Regions from separate parts of the Mus musculus genome. Here regions 1, 2 and 3 are each linked to region 4. A link is a contact called in public HiChIP or PLAC-seq data. All regions are on one chromosome and are shown on one strand. Each heading gives the region's core, a stretch centred on a gene start, on an enhancer-like site or on the middle of the called end of the contact. The rest is flanking DNA. Distances are from core to core; before and after follow the strand shown.

Region 1 (4,005 bases), core at 1,340-3,839, 340 kb after region 4:
ACTTTCCCAGTGGCAGAATGACAGTCACAGCTGCAGTCATTCTAAGGAATTTGACTGGAATTAGCATGAGAGTTGGGTCACAAAAGCTTCCTTCCTATAGTTTAGTATTTATTTGTTTACTTTTAAAGCGGTTTAGATTGTCCTGAATGGCTGGGCCCAAACAGAAAACCTCTCTGGGGACACGGTTGAGTGTGAATCTCATTTTGAAGGGCCACAGCTCATATGTTAAAAAAAAAAAAAAAAATCATCCTAATTCAAGCTGTGCGCCTCTCAATGTTTTCAGACTCCATGCTCATGGCATTGTGCAAAACAGACATGGAAAAGATGTTCTCTGCCAGCAAGTGGTTCTCAAGCTTATCAGTTTACTCGTAGCTTTCCCGAAGGCTCCGCGTTCACTATGCTGTCCACATCGGCTGCATACAACAGCGGCATCTCGTTCAGTTTTATATGGGAGGTCGGTTATTACTTATGCTGAGCACATCAACGGCTAAGTCAGCCAAGCCCGTGAACAGACACACGAGGCGGACGTGAGCTGATAGTCTTCTTTCTAAAGAGCACATTTGATAAAGTCAGGGGTGAGCACTTGATGTCTGTCTGTCCTGTCTTCTTTGCTTCACCCTGGCCTGTTGGAGACAGATGCAGTAGGCCGTGCAGTGGTCACTGATTTTATTCTCTATCCATCCCTGCACTGGCTGGCTGTTCCTCCAGTGTCTCCTTTCCCTCTCTTGGGTGGCTCAGCCTCTAGCATTCTAACTGGGTCGGGCTTGGGGAAGTCTTCCTGGTTCAACCCCACAGTAATATTTGTTCTCCAAGCAGTCCATAAATTCCCCTGCACACTCCCAGAGCAGGGGTCACCAGCCCTGTCAAAGTGGTGTTTCACAAGTCAAGGCCAGCTACTGAAATTCCTTGAGAAAAGAGGACAGATTCCCCTTTCTATACTGAAAGGGGACTTTCTGGAGTGACAGTGGTGACTTTGCAAGAGTTTTGATGTAGGAAGCATGGCCTAATAGAGTAAGTAAAAGCAATGAGAGTGATGCTCTTAGAGCCTGCCCCTGGAAATGGATTTCCTGAGAGGAATGAGAGTCAGGAGAAAGTGAACAAACTTTAAACTGCTCAAGGAACAAGAGGCAAGCAGAAATCCTGGCCCTGTGTACGCTTTACACATACAGAGCACACCCTATGTATGATATGAAAATAGTATCTGAAAGCAAGGCAGCATGGACTATGTCCTGCATTAAACGGATTCACTGTGAGGCAGGAGAAGTCTTATCCCAGCCAGGAGCACACAGTCATGGGACTGGTCCTGACAGGAACGTAGACCCAGCTATGTACAGATGAACTGATTGATGATGGGGGTGGGGCTAAGAAAGAACAGCTTCTAATATCAGATTTGAATAAGATCCTGGTCTGAACAGCTTTAAGGCATCTGTGTGCACATGATCAACGGGGTCCGTGGTCACAAAACTCTTGCAGAAACGGAGGTAGAATCATTTTGAGCCTGTGGAAGCAGTCTACATCCCTGCAGGCTAGCCTAGCTCCTGAGACATTCTGTCATGGCATCCATCCTCCCTCCAGCATCCAGGACTTCTGCGCGCTAATTGGGTTTAAGGAAAACCTGTAATCCCAGTGTTCTGGCAGCTGGGACAGAAAGACTGAAAGCTTAAGGGCAGCCTGGGCTACAGAGTGAGTGATACATTGTCTCAAAAATAAAATCATAAAATAGCTCAAAATAAAATCAATAGAAGTATTTCTGTTTAAAGTACTGAATATTTAAATACTGACTATAAGAATGGACAGCACTCTTGTCTGAAGCTGTAGTCATCAGATGGCTCCCGGAAAAGCATCAACGACCCCCGAGACTTCTGTGTATACCCTGTGGGCAACTCATTTTTATCAGAATCTTTCTTCTCCTTCCTGTGTTGCCAGAACCTTTTGGACATGGGTTCTGGACCAGGAAAGACTATAGTCAGTAGAAATGCACTTGTTGCACCCTGAAGCTTCTCTGGGTCCATCCAACTCTTGGACCTGGGGACTTCCCAAGACTTTGCCCTAGGCTGCTGGAGAGTCTCATCTGTCTTCTCTGCTTGGCTGTACACTCACTGATGGCTAATGGGAGCAGGCTGTAGCGTGGGAAAGGCGAAGAGGGTTGCTACAGTGTTGCGGAGACTCAACGCTAGGCAGACTCTAGCTACCTTTGACAGCGACAGGCTGTTGAAGAGCAAGCGCTGCCTGCAGAGAGCTGGACTGTGGTTTGCTACTGTGGACACTGACTTCATTTGTTCTTATTTCTTGTTCTCAAGACAGCCTATGAATGCAGACTTGCCTGGAATTTTGAAGTGCATAGATTATTAAGGTAGGGAAGAGAAAATGTGGGTGTTAGAGGGGGACCACACCCAGGCAGCTGCCTAGGATACAGGCTCTGTAGTGTATTCTAGAAGTCCCTGGCAGAGCTCGGCCTCCAACAGAATTCTCCTCTGCCCTGAGACCGCCCATCTTCTCCTTCCAGGTTGTCTCAGCAGAACTCACCGTCTTGGCTGGCCTCTTCAGCCCTGGTTCATCTTCTCATCTGTCAGGGACCCACCTGTGGCTTTAATGTGGGCCTGCCTGAGCCCCACCCTCCTACACCCTGTGGTTATCGGTCCTCCACCCTGATCTTATCATCTGCAGGAAATCAAAACACCATGTGTGTGAGCATAAAATTCTGTCATTTATTTGTGTTGCAGACTTCAGGAAGAGGAGAGAAAGAGAAAAAAAAAAAATCACAGTTCACTTTTCATTAAAAAAAAGGGGAGGGGGGTCACAACGTTTAATTCTTAGTGACCTAAAGTCAGCTAAAGTCAGCTTCACTAACGACCAGGAAATGCCTGACCCTCGGGTCCTCACTGTTGTCATGAACTCCAAACGTTTTAAAAATGGAAATTAAAAAAAAAAAAAGTAATTACCTCTTAGCGTGTTAAAAAGTTAAGTTGAATTGCCCATTACCATGGAGATGGCTTCCTGTTTACCACACTGGTCGCCCAGCTGTTGAAGACCAGCCACCCAGCCAATGAAAAGACAGCTTTTAGCTTCCCTTATTCCATTAGTGCTTCAAATAGTGAGTCAATACAACCTGTAATTTACTAGTCGGTAAAATTTGATAAATTGTGTTTTCATATATATTAGTGGTTTTACGTTTAACAAAGTCCATCATATGGAATTACCACTATGGTTAAAAACATTATTTTATATTTTGAGAGGTAGGGGCTTCCCTGTGCTTAAAATGCCTACCCTGTGCCTTTTAAAATTCTGGTATAGCATTCTGGTACTTCAGACAGCCTCCTGCAATAAGGAATTGTCCTCTTTCCTCTTCACTGGTCAAGAAAGCTGCACTATTACCCAATACTGATACATAATATCCTTTATAACAAAATCAAGACTCTGGCTACCAATCCCCAAAGACCCTAGGATTCTAAAGTACACTATTTTGTGTCTGATAATAAATAAAAATTATTTGAAAATTGAGAAGTTTTTATTTTTCTTCCCGGCCTGCATGTAAAAATATTATCAAGCTACCTAATGAGTCCAAGGAGATGGGACCACAGATTTCAGTAACTAAATCATTTGAAGAAGAGAGGTATGGGGACTTGGGTGGAAGTGCCATGCACCTGGGAATGTGGCGATATTCGATACAAAGTATGGCGATAAAGAAGAGAGTAAAGTGTGTAAGCAGGAGGAAGCCAGCTCCCAGCAGTTTGTTGGAAAGCTTCAAAAGAGCCCTCCTGTGAAACAGTCGGCAGCTAACCACAGCTCTGGGAGGCTTCTCCTCACCTTGGAAGAAGCTCAAAGCTTCCCTAATGAGCCCTCAGGTCTCCACAGTTTCCTGCCCAGACCTTTTGGGTCTGGTCTTTTTGTCCCTTTCCTGCTACCTCCCTGTCCTTCTCAGAGGCCTTTGTGCAGCACCAATGGCTTTGGAATATAACTATCTATGCCACTGAAAATGGTGGCATCTTGAGGCAGAATGTGCTG
Region 2 (3,975 bases), core at 277-2,776, 460 kb after region 4:
GTTCGTACAATGCATCTGCGTGGTGATATTTCACAGGCCCCGCTGACTACCTTCACTTCTTCAAGGCATTCTGATTTTTGCCCCTCAAAACTGCATCACTACAAATGGCTGGCTTTTGCTACTCATTCTCTGGTATCCCTGAGTATTTGATAGTGAACATTACCGGTTTATAATGTCACATTTTAAAATCAGTGGCCCCAAGCGTGGACACGTTATTTGTCCTCTGCATGAGAGTATCTTTGCTGACTGAAGAAACTACCTTTGTAAGGACGGAGAGAATAAGGACGTAAGAGAAAAGAATGACAAAGAAAAATGGCTCAGTAAATGGGACTTTAAGACATCTTTTTAGATCACATGTCCTTTAATTATTTACAGCCAAATCTTCAGAAAGCAACACATTAAAACATCAGTGACAATAACAGCCGACATGTAATGCTGCCAGACACCGTTCAGTGCCAGGTGTACGTCCATTCTCTTAACCTTCACAGCATCCTTGCATTCCCTACCCCTGTGTCTGTCTGTCTGTCTGTCTGTTTCTCTCTGTCTCTCAGTCTGTGTGTCTATCTCTGTCTCTCCCTCTATGTGTGTGTCTGTCTGTCTCTGTCTCTCTCTCTGTCTCTCTGTCTCTGTCTGTCTGCCTGTCTGTCTGTCTCTCTCTCTGTTGACTATCTGCAGAGTTAATCTGAATTTCCTTTTGGCTTATACTTCACAGAATTCCTATCAAATGGAGACTTGTGGATAAGGCAGATGACAAAGCCATCTGGCCACACTCTATATAAAGCCAAGCTTCTGACCAGAGGTTTCCAAGACATCGTCATCACCACCTCCCATCTCTGGAATGGCTCCAGAAGCACAGGTCCTACACAGGTCACAAGAGGATGATGATGATGATGATGATGATGACATCAGCAGAGGCAGTGGCAGCCACAGGGTGGTCCAAACAGGAGCAAACATCAAATATAATTTTCCTGATGGTGGGATTTTCTGCTTTGAAGGGTTCACAATCCTGAGTATTCACAGTGAGAGCTGAAATAAAGTTTTACCCAGGACCATCTGAAGGGACCAGGTAAAGATAGAAGGAGCAGTAGGATTTTCAATCTGTATGGTCTTTAGAAGAGCCACTGCGGTGGGAGAAAACGCTGGGCGTGGCACTTTGAGAAGAGTCCACATAAATGCACCTTCTCTCCAGTTCCCTCCCCAACACAAGGAATTCCACGGGAAGCTTACCTACGGACTGCCAATCCCATCTTTAAATGAATATATGCCCATGGATGAATAACCTTAAGTAAATATATTTTAAAATCTAAAGGGGGGAACTAAGTCAGGCATTTGCTATAAATCTTACTATGTGTCTTAATACCTCTGTGTCCTAAAGCAAAATTGCTGGGAGGTTTCTCTTCTGTAAAATGGGCTAACCCTTATAAGCTTGTTGTGAGAATGACTGCACGCGTAGATGCACACCACTTGATAGAGAATCCAGTTAAACACTAAAGCATTTGGTTAAATGATCTGCTAGCGTCAGTTCCTCCCACATCTGCCAATCCAATTAACCGCATCCTCTTGGCAGAGAGAGGGAGAGTACTGTGCTGAGATCAACCTGACCACCTTGCCTGGAAGGAGGCCCGTGTGCAGTAATCACCCACACACTTTTGCTCGCTCCGCTCCCTTCACCTTTGACCCAGTCTACTCACTCCGGTTCACAGAGTGGTGAGCCAATATCACAAAGAAAAGGGACATTTCCTACCTTTGAAAAGAATGGGCAGAGACCCAGCAGACTTGTGGTGCCTGCCATTTCCCATCTGTAAATTTCTCAAAATACTTTCCAGTAAACGATCTGTTGGGGTTCGCGCATCATGATGAATAACGTTAAATGTCGCAGTCATTGTGTGCCTTCTAAATACAATGGTTTCTTCAGAACATGCAGTTGGTAAATTATGAATGGGAGATGGTTTCCACCAGTCTTCTGTTTGCCACAGAGGCATTATAGAAATGTATCAACTCGTAAAAGCGTCTGCTTGATTCCAACAACAAGTGGACAGCATAGTCATGAGTGTCAAGTTCAGTGTCACCTCCAGAATGTGGAGTCCTTAAGTCAGCGGGCAGAGAGGGCAGAGAGTGGATCTTCCTGAGAGCACTTTCAGAAACCACTCTCACTTTCACTGTTTGAAATGTCACTATCACAAAGTTGAAGGCTACAGGTTCATCGTGAACGGGTCATCCGATCCACCATCCTAGTGGGGTGGGGTCATCTAACCCCTGGACCAACTCCTTACTCCCTGCCCACTCAGAAAAAATGCTGCGGGGCGGGGAGGTTCGGAGGGGGGGGCACTATTGTGAAGAGCCACATGCCTTTCCCCAGTCCTCCCTGTTCATCTTCCATTCGATGCCAGACTTATTTAAACAGGCCCAGCTGGGGCTGTGGCAGCCCTCTTTATCTGCCTTCACATTCTTTCCTCTGCCTATTCATGCTGCTAAGTAGGGCTGGACCGGCTTCCTGAAATCTCGTGGGATGTGGGGGCTTTTCTCCCTGCAGCAGAGCCTCTGAACCTAGTTGTTTTGGGTAACTAATTTCCTCCCTTCTTCTCCCTGGAATACACAGAGCTTCCTTTGCCCAGCGTGATAGCCACCACCCCCCAACCCCCCTTCGCACCACAGAGAAGTTGGGACTGAGGTTGGAACCTCCCAGTGCTCTTGAATTTCCTGCTGTCACGAAGCAGGATTTCCTGACTGGAGATGTATATGGTTGAGGCACAACGTGGCTCTATCCTGACCTCAGCATCCTCCTCCTCCTCACTGTACAATATATCATATTTATGTCCCACGGTGATGAGCTCTGCCCTTCAGTCTTCACTTTGAAATATCATTTCCTTCATTCCTCTAGGCTGAACAAACCACAGAGTCCTTCGTCCTCTACCTACCCTTAACCCTGGTTTTGATTCTAGAAGTGTTTCTTTTCGTGTGCTTTGATCTGTAATTGGAAGGATTTCTGTAAGTTAAAAAAAAAAAAAGTTTAAATAACTAAGGAAGAAAATATTGCATGAAGCTTAGTCCTGCTAAAATTTCCTCTTCTATTAAAAAACAGCAAATAACTAAAAAAATAAAAAGATTGGTAGAAATACCTAAAAGTGTATGCGCTCTTTTGTTCTGTTCTCTTTTGTAAGTGCCGCTGCATATCCTGACAACGCCCAGATGTTTCCTAGACACAGTCTTTCCAGCCTTGCTGTTGGGGCCGAGCCTCAGAAGGGCCCGTCAGTCAGTTACCTTCATTGCTGCAGCGTGGCACCCACGCTCTCATCAAGGAGCACGGCTCAGAGATGCCCATACCAGAGTCACAGGCTGAAGCGGTTGCACTTGGTCAAGAGCAATGCCGCTAGCTTGAGGCTGGGCTTCCCTCCAAGCTCAGCTGGGTCGGAGCAGTGCACCAAGTTCACTCCTCCACCGGGCAACGCTCACTCCGGAGTTCCTGCAAGTGAATGGGCCAGAGTTCTACGTGTTGAAGACAACTCTTGTTCTTAAGCACATCTATAGACACCAGAGCGCCCTCAAGGGGAACCTAAACACTGGGGGCTCCCGAGCCACCTGCCTCAGCAGATGCCCGTGGTGGTGGGGCCAATTTTGAGACCCCAGTTCTGTCCTCTTAAAGAACTTATTTGGGTAGCCCTCCAATCGTCCCTTGTATCTCTTGGTCTTCACTAAGAACCTTATCTTCATCCAAACAGGTTTTCTTAACTTTGATCCTAAGGGAATAAGGGTTTGGAAATCTCCCCGAGGGTATCCAGGCATTGGCTTCCAAGAGACTAACACCTTCCACTAATTCCAACTCACTAAATGGCCTCCTTGTTCTAGATGAGGAATTCCCTGTGCGCACCCTGCTGAATCCGATGCTCACGGCATCCGGTGCAGAATGAATTTCTGTATAAGCCAATAGGATGGATCTGCTGCTCCTTGGTCATCTTGCCTTTCCAGGTAGCATGA
Region 3 (3,456 bases), core at 219-2,718, 290 kb after region 4:
ATCCATTTGGAACTGAGTTTTGTTCAGGATGATAAGTGTGGGTTTATTTGTTCTACAGGCAGCCACCAATTTGACCAGCACCATTTGTTGAAGAAGCTGCCCTTTTCCCAGGGTGTATTTCTGGCTTCTTTAGAACAAACAAACAAGCAAACAAACACAGCAACAACAAAAACCAGATGTCAGTAGGTGTGGATTAATGTCTTAGTCTTCAACTCCCCTAATCAATGTCTGTTTTTTTGCCATTACTATGCTCGACTTATTACTTCAGATCTGTAGTACAACTTGAAATCGGAGATGATGATGCCTCCTACAGTTCTTTCATTATTCAGGATTCTTTGAGCTGTTGTATTTGTTTTGTTTTCAGATGAAGCTGAAAGTTGTTCTTTCATGATCCATGAAAAATTGTGTTGGAATTTTGATGGGGATTGAACTGAATCTGCTTTTGTCGGGATGGCCATTTTTACTATATTAAACCTACTGAGCCCCGAGCATGGGAGATTCTTCCATCTTCTTCAATGTCTTGAGGTTTTTATCGTACAGGTCCATCGCTTGCTTGGCTAGAGTCACCTCAAGATATTTTGTATTATTTGATGCTATTGTGAGAGGTGTTGTTTCCCTGAGGTTTTTTCTCAGTCCGTTTGTCATTTGTATTTAGGGGGGCCACTGATTTGGGGGACTCAATTCTGAATCCAGCTCCTTTGCTGTTTATCAGATGTGGGAGTTTCCAGGTGGAATTGTTAGGGACACTTATGTATATTAATGATTCATGGGCAAATAAAGATTCTTCGGATGTCTTCCTTTCCAACTTGTATCATCTTAATCTCCTTCAGTTGTCTTAGTGTCTAGCTGAGACTTAGAGCACTATATTGAATAGGTGTGGGGAGAATGGACAACCTTCTTTTGTTCCTGATGTTAATGGAATTGCTTTGAGTTCCTCTCCATTTAAGCAGATGTTGGCTGTGAGCTCACTGCCAACAGTTTATTTTGTTTTGGTGTCTCTTGCATTCCTGATCTCTCCAAGACTTTAATCATGAAGGGGTTTTGGATTTGGTTGAATGTCTGCTCTGCATCTAATGAGATGATCATGTGGTTTCTGTCTTTCAACTTGTGGGTCACTGTGATGGCTAATATCCATATTTCAAAGTCGGGGAAAGTGAAGATCGGAGACACTAATAATATGTACAAGGACATGTAGCTTGTACAAATGTGGCCACAAGGCCAATTCTTTTTGAAACTGTGTACTTGACTTGGCTTCATAGACAACACGCACTCGTGAGAACATGTGCACGCATGCGTGAGTGTGAGTGTGTGTGTGTGTATGTGTGTGTGTGTGTGTGTGTGTGTATGTGTGTGTGTGTGAGACAGAGAGAAGTAGGAGGCCTTTGATGAGGTGATGAGCCAGGTACCACCTACAGGTCTAGGACTACCTATGAGTAAAGTCTGTACTTGGTTTTCTACCATCAGCAGCCTCCAGTTGAGCAAACCTTGATGGCTGGATACGGTTTCACTTTCAACCTCAGGCTGACAGAAATAGTCATGATTCACTCAAATTTCCTGTGAACAGCAATAACCTGGCTTCTCACACTCCAGGGAAGGCTGGCCTGTGATGTTCAGGTCTCGGTTTCTGATTCTTCTGGCCTGTTTGACATCACAGTCTGGATGGGCCATTGGTAAGGCAAATGGCATGTCATACATGAGCATGGAGTCACCATGACCAAAGCCAGAGTCACACCTGTGTACACACAAATTTTGAGTCAAGGACTCAGTGCTCAGTTTAGCCTCTGAGTGATAAAAAATGGGTCATCATCCAGGGTTCTGGTAAAAAAAAAAAAAATCTGGTTTTTCGAGACAGGGTTTCTCTGTATAGCCCTGGCTGTCCTGGAACTCACTTTGTAGACCAGGCTGGCCTTGAACTCAGAAATCCACCTGCCTCTGCCTCCCGAGTGCTGGGATTAAAGGTGTGCACTACCACACCCGCCCCCCCCCCAAAAAAAATTTAAAGATGTAGTAAAAACTGAGTCTTAAATTCTTATTCAGAATTTCTGCTCAATTACACATTAGGGCAAATTTTCCAAATTGACTAAACCTTAATATATAAGAACTCTCAAGAGCAAAGGTGCTGACATGTTGATACGGACCTGCAAGCTTAAGAAGCTGAGTTCAAATCCCTGAATTTAAGTAGAAGACAGACTGGTCTGTAACCCCATCTCTGGGGAGATGGTGGATCCCTGGAGTTTGCTGTCCAGACACTCTAACCACATGGGAAGTTCCAGGGTCAGTGAGAGACCTGTCACAAAAATAAGATGGCAAGCAACTGAAGATGATGCCTAATCTCAACCTCTGGCCTTCACAGAAACACACTTATCCCACCCACACCCACTCACACACCCACACCTCCCCCTCCCCCACACACCTTTACAAATCCTTTCATATCTTCAGCAGTGATAGCTTTTCCCAAACAGGTGACTCCGAGGGTATAATTTCAAGCTTGGAGTTTCATTTGCTTCTAAAGAACAGAGACTCATTCCAACCAGCACACACTAAAAAATGGGATCTGTTGAAAGAATTTGAGATTTTTCTCTCGGAATTCGAGGGGGGGGGGATGTCAGGGTGTGGACAGGTCAGAATGAGAAATTAGCATATGGGCTGGCACCAGCAGAAACCCCCTGCAGTCTTTGATTTTGTCATCTTTGCAGGTTGTCCCTGATTCTCCAGGACACTGACAGGCCAGCTGCCTAGTCCCAAGCTCCCAAGAGGTTTCCTTTGGAAGAGAAAGTACTAATAAATTCAGCTCAGTTTGAGATCGGCTCCCCTTGTCTACCTCTGTAAAGCTAACTAACATCACGTGCAATGACCAGTTTGCTGGGGCGGGGGTGGGGGTGGGGGGCGTTGTGAGGGTTGAGAGCACTGTTGGCAGTTTCCTGCAAGGCATTTTATGCAAGATAGGCACATCTAAAGCAGCCTGCAAAACAACCGTCCAGATATGAAAGAGTTTACATCGTGCATAGGTATAGTAGATTTTTTTTTCCCCTCTCCACATTTTAAATTTAGCCAAAAGAGCAAACGTGTTTCACGGATGGGAAAATGAAGGCAAAGAGTTGTCAATAAGTTGACAAAGGCTACTTGAAACCAGAGTTGCTGGCTCCCAACTCAGGCTTTGAGACATCAAATATTCCTTGAGTTGCCTGGCTGAGGATGCTCTGAGAATGCTCTGTGGTCTTCAGAAAGGGGCAATGAAAAGTGCCAGATGATGTACGGTGAAACCAGGCAGAAAATCTAGTTGATTTGTGGCTCACTCCATACCATCTCACAAGACACCATGTCTCCTCCAAAGTGCAGACAGGTCTGCCAGGGAGGGGCCTGGTCCCTTGAGGACTTTTTTGGTCCAGATCAAATAGTGGTGGTCCAGCTCGGTCTGGGTGAGCCTGGTGCTTTTTCACCAATAAAAAGGACTTT
Region 4 (3,534 bases), core at 719-3,218:
CCTGCAGCCACTATCGGCAGTTTGCTTGTGGCCTTTGGTCTCATTTTCCTGTGGCAAAGGACTTAGGTACGTGAAGCAGGATAAAGGCAGCTGTGGGAGGCCCTCAGGTCAGAGAGTGAAATGGCAAGATCCTGACTGCCCTAGGGAGGCTCAGCCATCCTGTTAAGTATCTGCCTTTCCCGAGCCTTCAGTGTGTGAGGGGGAAGCTGCACTGGGCTTTCCTTTTGGTTTTTGCTGTTTTCTTCATTTGAGTCTGATGATCTTGAGAGTGAGTTTTAGTTCTTTTTTTTAAAAATTATCTATCTATCTATCTATCTATCTATCTATCTATCTATCTATCTATCTATCTATGATTTTTCTTTCTGAAGTAGAAAGAAAGCTCAGCTCAGCACCCTTTCCATCTCCGGTCCGTCTGAGTGTATGTATAGAGAAATGGAATCTTGAACTTGAAGATATATCTGATATATTGCCACTGATATAAATACCTGGCAATACCATTTTGTGCGGTTTTTTTCTTTGAACCATACATTTTATTTAGCCCAAACTAGATACATTGCCAAGGTAGGAGTTGGGCTGTGAGGGTTAGTGGGGTTATATTTTGTCAAATGCTTACACGGTTGCCTCCTCCTGGAACATTAGGAAGACTGGTTTCAGGTTAGTGTGTCCATAGGAATGAGGACTGGAGAAAAGAGAAAGAAAGAAAGAAATCCCTTCCAACCACTCACAAAGACCCAGGCCTTCTGGAAACATCGCCTCTGCTCTGCAGTGAGGTTGGAATGGGTTTCTACTTCATTTACCCTGAAAAATATAGTTCCCACCCCCTCTTTCGTGGACTCAAGTGACCTAGGAGGCAAAGAGGGCCAAACGGTAGCATCTTGACTCTTCTCTTCCACACGAATCACAATCTTTCTTTATTAACTGGGTCCTTGTAACTGCGTCATTTCTCAGGCCTAAGCTAAAATCTCTGACAGTGCAGCTCCAGGAAGGACGGGCTTCACAGTTTTAGGGGATACGGCCTATCATGGTGGGGAACCATGGCAGCAGGAATATGAGGCGGTTGCTCACACTGTGTCCCTGGGCACAAAGCAGAGGAAGACGAGTGTCAACCGACACTCAGGACTGCCTTCCTTTTCCTTTATAATTCAGTTCAGGATCTCATTGCCCAACCGAGGTAGATCTCCATTCTCAGTCAAATGTCTCAAGAGGTTCCCTTAAAGGCACACTCAGAACTGTGTTTCTTAGGTAACTACAAATCTTATCAAGTTGAAAATCAAGACTAACCATCCCAGTCCCAATCTATCAGAACGTTGAAAAGAACGTAGAATTGTCAGGGTGGTAACATCTGGACCTGGCACAGGTATGGTGTTGGGCGAGGTGACTATTCATAATGTAATGCATGACATACTTTCAGTTTTGAGCACTGTTTGCATAAGAGGAAAAGCATGTGGGGTCCATTAAGTGATTTTTTCCCCCCCTCAGTTACGAGACTCCTGGTTGAACCTCCTCTACAGGCTGAAGCTGGCCAGTCACCTTGACAACTAAGAAAATCCAAGTAGGCGTTTCAGTGTGAACAGAGTACAAACACCGTCACCACGAGGCTGCATGTACAGGGATGTGAATAGAAGCAGTGTTTCAGGGGAAGCATTATGACAGGGCTTTCTGCTTTTCTTATTTTGTTTCCATGGTAAGTCTTTCTAAAGGCTGAAATAAGTGTCTCGGCACCACACAGGGAGCAGTATGAGGAATGACGCGTGCAGTTACCCATCACCCTCTCTGCAGTACCTCATTCGGTTCCCACAAAAGCCTCGTGGAATACGTGAGGATTACCACTCTTGTTTCACTGAGGGTAAACTGAGGCCTAAAGAAACCAAGAGCCCTGATCATGATGATGCATAAGATGACAGCTACCTCGGCTGTGGTCTGGTGTCTCCACTGTGGTTTGAAGAGGTCAGGCCCAAGTGTGTAATCACAGGTGACATCAACAGCCGCCCACTTCCTGTGGCATTGCTTAATGGGTTGGGTTCTTAGTGAGCGTGATACCCACCACGGACATTTAGAAATGCACGGGGACCTTCAGTTTCAACCCCTGAGATGGGTAAGATGGGGCCTAGGGTGCTATAGAACCTGCTGCATGTAAAACTGTTGTGCAATAACAACAAAATGTTTTTGAAAATCTTTAAGAAGCAAGGCCAGAGAGACAACTCAGTGTTTGAGGAGGCCTGCCTCCAAGCCTGATAACCTGACTTACATGTTGGAAAGAGAGAAACAACTCTCAACAGTTGTCCCCTGCTTTCTACACTCACACCACGGCATCTCTGCACATCCAGCTTTGGTCCTGGGTCTCCTGAGAGCAGCAGACCTCTCTCTGGTCTAATTACAGGAATTAGACTTTGCTGTTACTAACTGCCCAGATGGAAGGTGCCCAGGGATGGGGATCTGACACCAAATCCTGCAGTTGGTGTGACACTGTTCAACCTGTTCTGGCCTGGCCATCCAACCCATCCTGGCCTGACCCTCTGACCCATCCTGGCCTGGCAGGCCTGCTGTTTATGCCAGCCTCACTTCATTTGAAGACTGCCCTTCTGAGATGCCTATGGCTTCCAGTTGGAGGCTAACCTGGGCCACATGTTGAGATCCTGTGTTAAAGAGATTAACAAATCCCTACACAGTGTGTCATACCTGGCAGTAACTCTCATCCCCTAGGGCCCTTTGGGGCAGGTAGGATTAGTAGATCCACTGTATAGTAGAGAAAGAGGCTTAAAGTGATTGTGTAAAGTTTCCAAGACCTCAAGGCTTCTAGGTTCTACAGCCAGGATTCTCCTGTCCATGTGTGGGCTGAGGAGAATCTCAGTAGCCGTTGGCCACTCTGACCAGGAAAGCCAAGGGCACCATTTACTCAGGCACAGCCAGAGTCTCTGGGTTCTTTTTTCTTGTCACCTGGGCACTGGAGCCCAGCGTCCATGGTTTTCAGCTCCTTGCAGTATCCTGGTCTGCTTTGGTAATCATGGTGGAGGAGCTTCCTGTGGGGTGAACACGTTGAAATCCTAAGCTCCCTTCATACCCCTGGGCTCCCCCAAGAGCCACACTGTGTTACACCCCTACCGCTCAGCTCAGATGAGGCCATGGGGGTTCAGGGTAGAGGACAGCATACTGGAGGAAGTGACTGTACACAAGATGGCAGACGAGAGTTCCTGCAGCTCTGGAGGGGAGGTGTATGCTAGGGGAAGTCTGAGTTCACAGACACAGCGCCCCCCCCCCTTTCTAACTCAGGAATGGGCTAGAGAGAAATGAGCCTGTAACCAAGCACAAAGAGGCCCCCAAATGAAAACTCAACACGGTCGATGAGTGCTGTGTGCTGAGCCACAGGAGAGCCAAGGCAAAGGGGAGAGTCTTACTCACATTAATCCTGTCTTCATATATATTACTGGTGTTATATTCATTGTGACTTTTTACTTTAGTTGTGATTTTAAAGGAATATTGTACTAAAATAGTACTCATCTTGATTACTAAGTTTTTGGCAGCCTTTACTCTTAG

What was found. HiChIP or PLAC-seq counts read pairs in DNA pulled down with a chosen protein or histone mark.
Region 1: a BATF HiChIP or PLAC-seq map of CD8 T cells shows a contact between it and region 4, with 10 read pairs. The contact joins two enhancer-like sites. A contact is called at or near these places in 1 of 15 datasets of contacts at CTCF or cohesin (large pre-B cells), 2 of 484 Hi-C or Micro-C datasets (CD4 T cells and Th1 cells), 2 of 115 datasets of contacts at active chromatin or transcription factors (CD8 T cells and large pre-B cells) and 1 of 9 other capture datasets (embryonic stem cells).
Region 2: a contact with region 4 is called in a BATF HiChIP or PLAC-seq map of CD8 T cells, with 6 read pairs. The contact joins two enhancer-like sites. A contact is called at or near these places in 1 of 484 Hi-C or Micro-C datasets (cortical neurons), 3 of 115 datasets of contacts at active chromatin or transcription factors (CD8 T cells, T-cell acute lymphoblastic leukemia and embryonic stem cells) and 1 of 9 other capture datasets (embryonic stem cells).
Region 3: a CTCF HiChIP or PLAC-seq map of CD8 T cells shows a contact between it and region 4, with 7 read pairs. The contact joins two enhancer-like sites. A contact is called at or near these places in 1 of 15 datasets of contacts at CTCF or cohesin (CD8 T cells), 1 of 484 Hi-C or Micro-C datasets (nephron progenitors) and 2 of 115 datasets of contacts at active chromatin or transcription factors (CD8 T cells and fibro-adipogenic progenitors).

The regions. Positions count from the first base shown.
Region 1 is chr3:52,837,777-52,841,781 of GRCm38.p6, forward strand. No RefSeq gene overlaps it. Among named protein-coding and RNA genes, the nearest start is that of Gm30292, 42 kb to the left of the region's middle. Within about 2 kb of position 2,590, at least 56 of the 459 cell types and tissues checked have an H3K27ac peak or open chromatin away from gene starts, as enhancers often do. A contact at or near this core is called in CD8 T cells and Th1 cells, where this site is marked.
Region 2 is chr3:52,953,220-52,957,194 of GRCm38.p6, forward strand. It overlaps Gm30351 (a long non-coding RNA gene), which reads left to right. Exons shown (of 5, transcript XR_375652.4): 5 at 713-1,280. It overlaps Gm30402 (a long non-coding RNA gene), which reads right to left. Exons shown (of 3, transcript XR_867282.1): 2 at 3,120-3,975; 3 at 2,957-2,986. Among named protein-coding and RNA genes, the nearest start is that of Gm30402, 2.7 kb to the right of the region's middle. Within about 2 kb of position 1,527, at least 40 of the 459 cell types and tissues checked have an H3K27ac peak or open chromatin away from gene starts, as enhancers often do. A contact at or near this core is called in CD8 T cells, where this site is marked.
Region 3 is chr3:52,789,638-52,793,093 of GRCm38.p6, forward strand. It overlaps Gm30292 (predicted gene, 30292), which reads right to left. Exons shown (of 5, transcript NR_166453.1): 3 at 2,414-2,506; 4 at 2,139-2,287; 5 at 1-1,732. Among named protein-coding and RNA genes, the nearest start is that of Gm30292, 6.4 kb to the right of the region's middle. Within about 2 kb of position 1,469, at least 15 of the 459 cell types and tissues checked have an H3K27ac peak or open chromatin away from gene starts, as enhancers often do. A contact at or near this core is called in CD8 T cells, where this site is marked.
Region 4 is chr3:52,497,058-52,500,591 of GRCm38.p6, forward strand. No RefSeq gene overlaps it. Among named protein-coding and RNA genes, the nearest start is that of Gm30173, 18 kb to the right of the region's middle. Within about 2 kb of position 1,969, at least 34 of the 459 cell types and tissues checked have an H3K27ac peak or open chromatin away from gene starts, as enhancers often do. A contact at or near this core is called in CD8 T cells and Th1 cells, where this site is marked.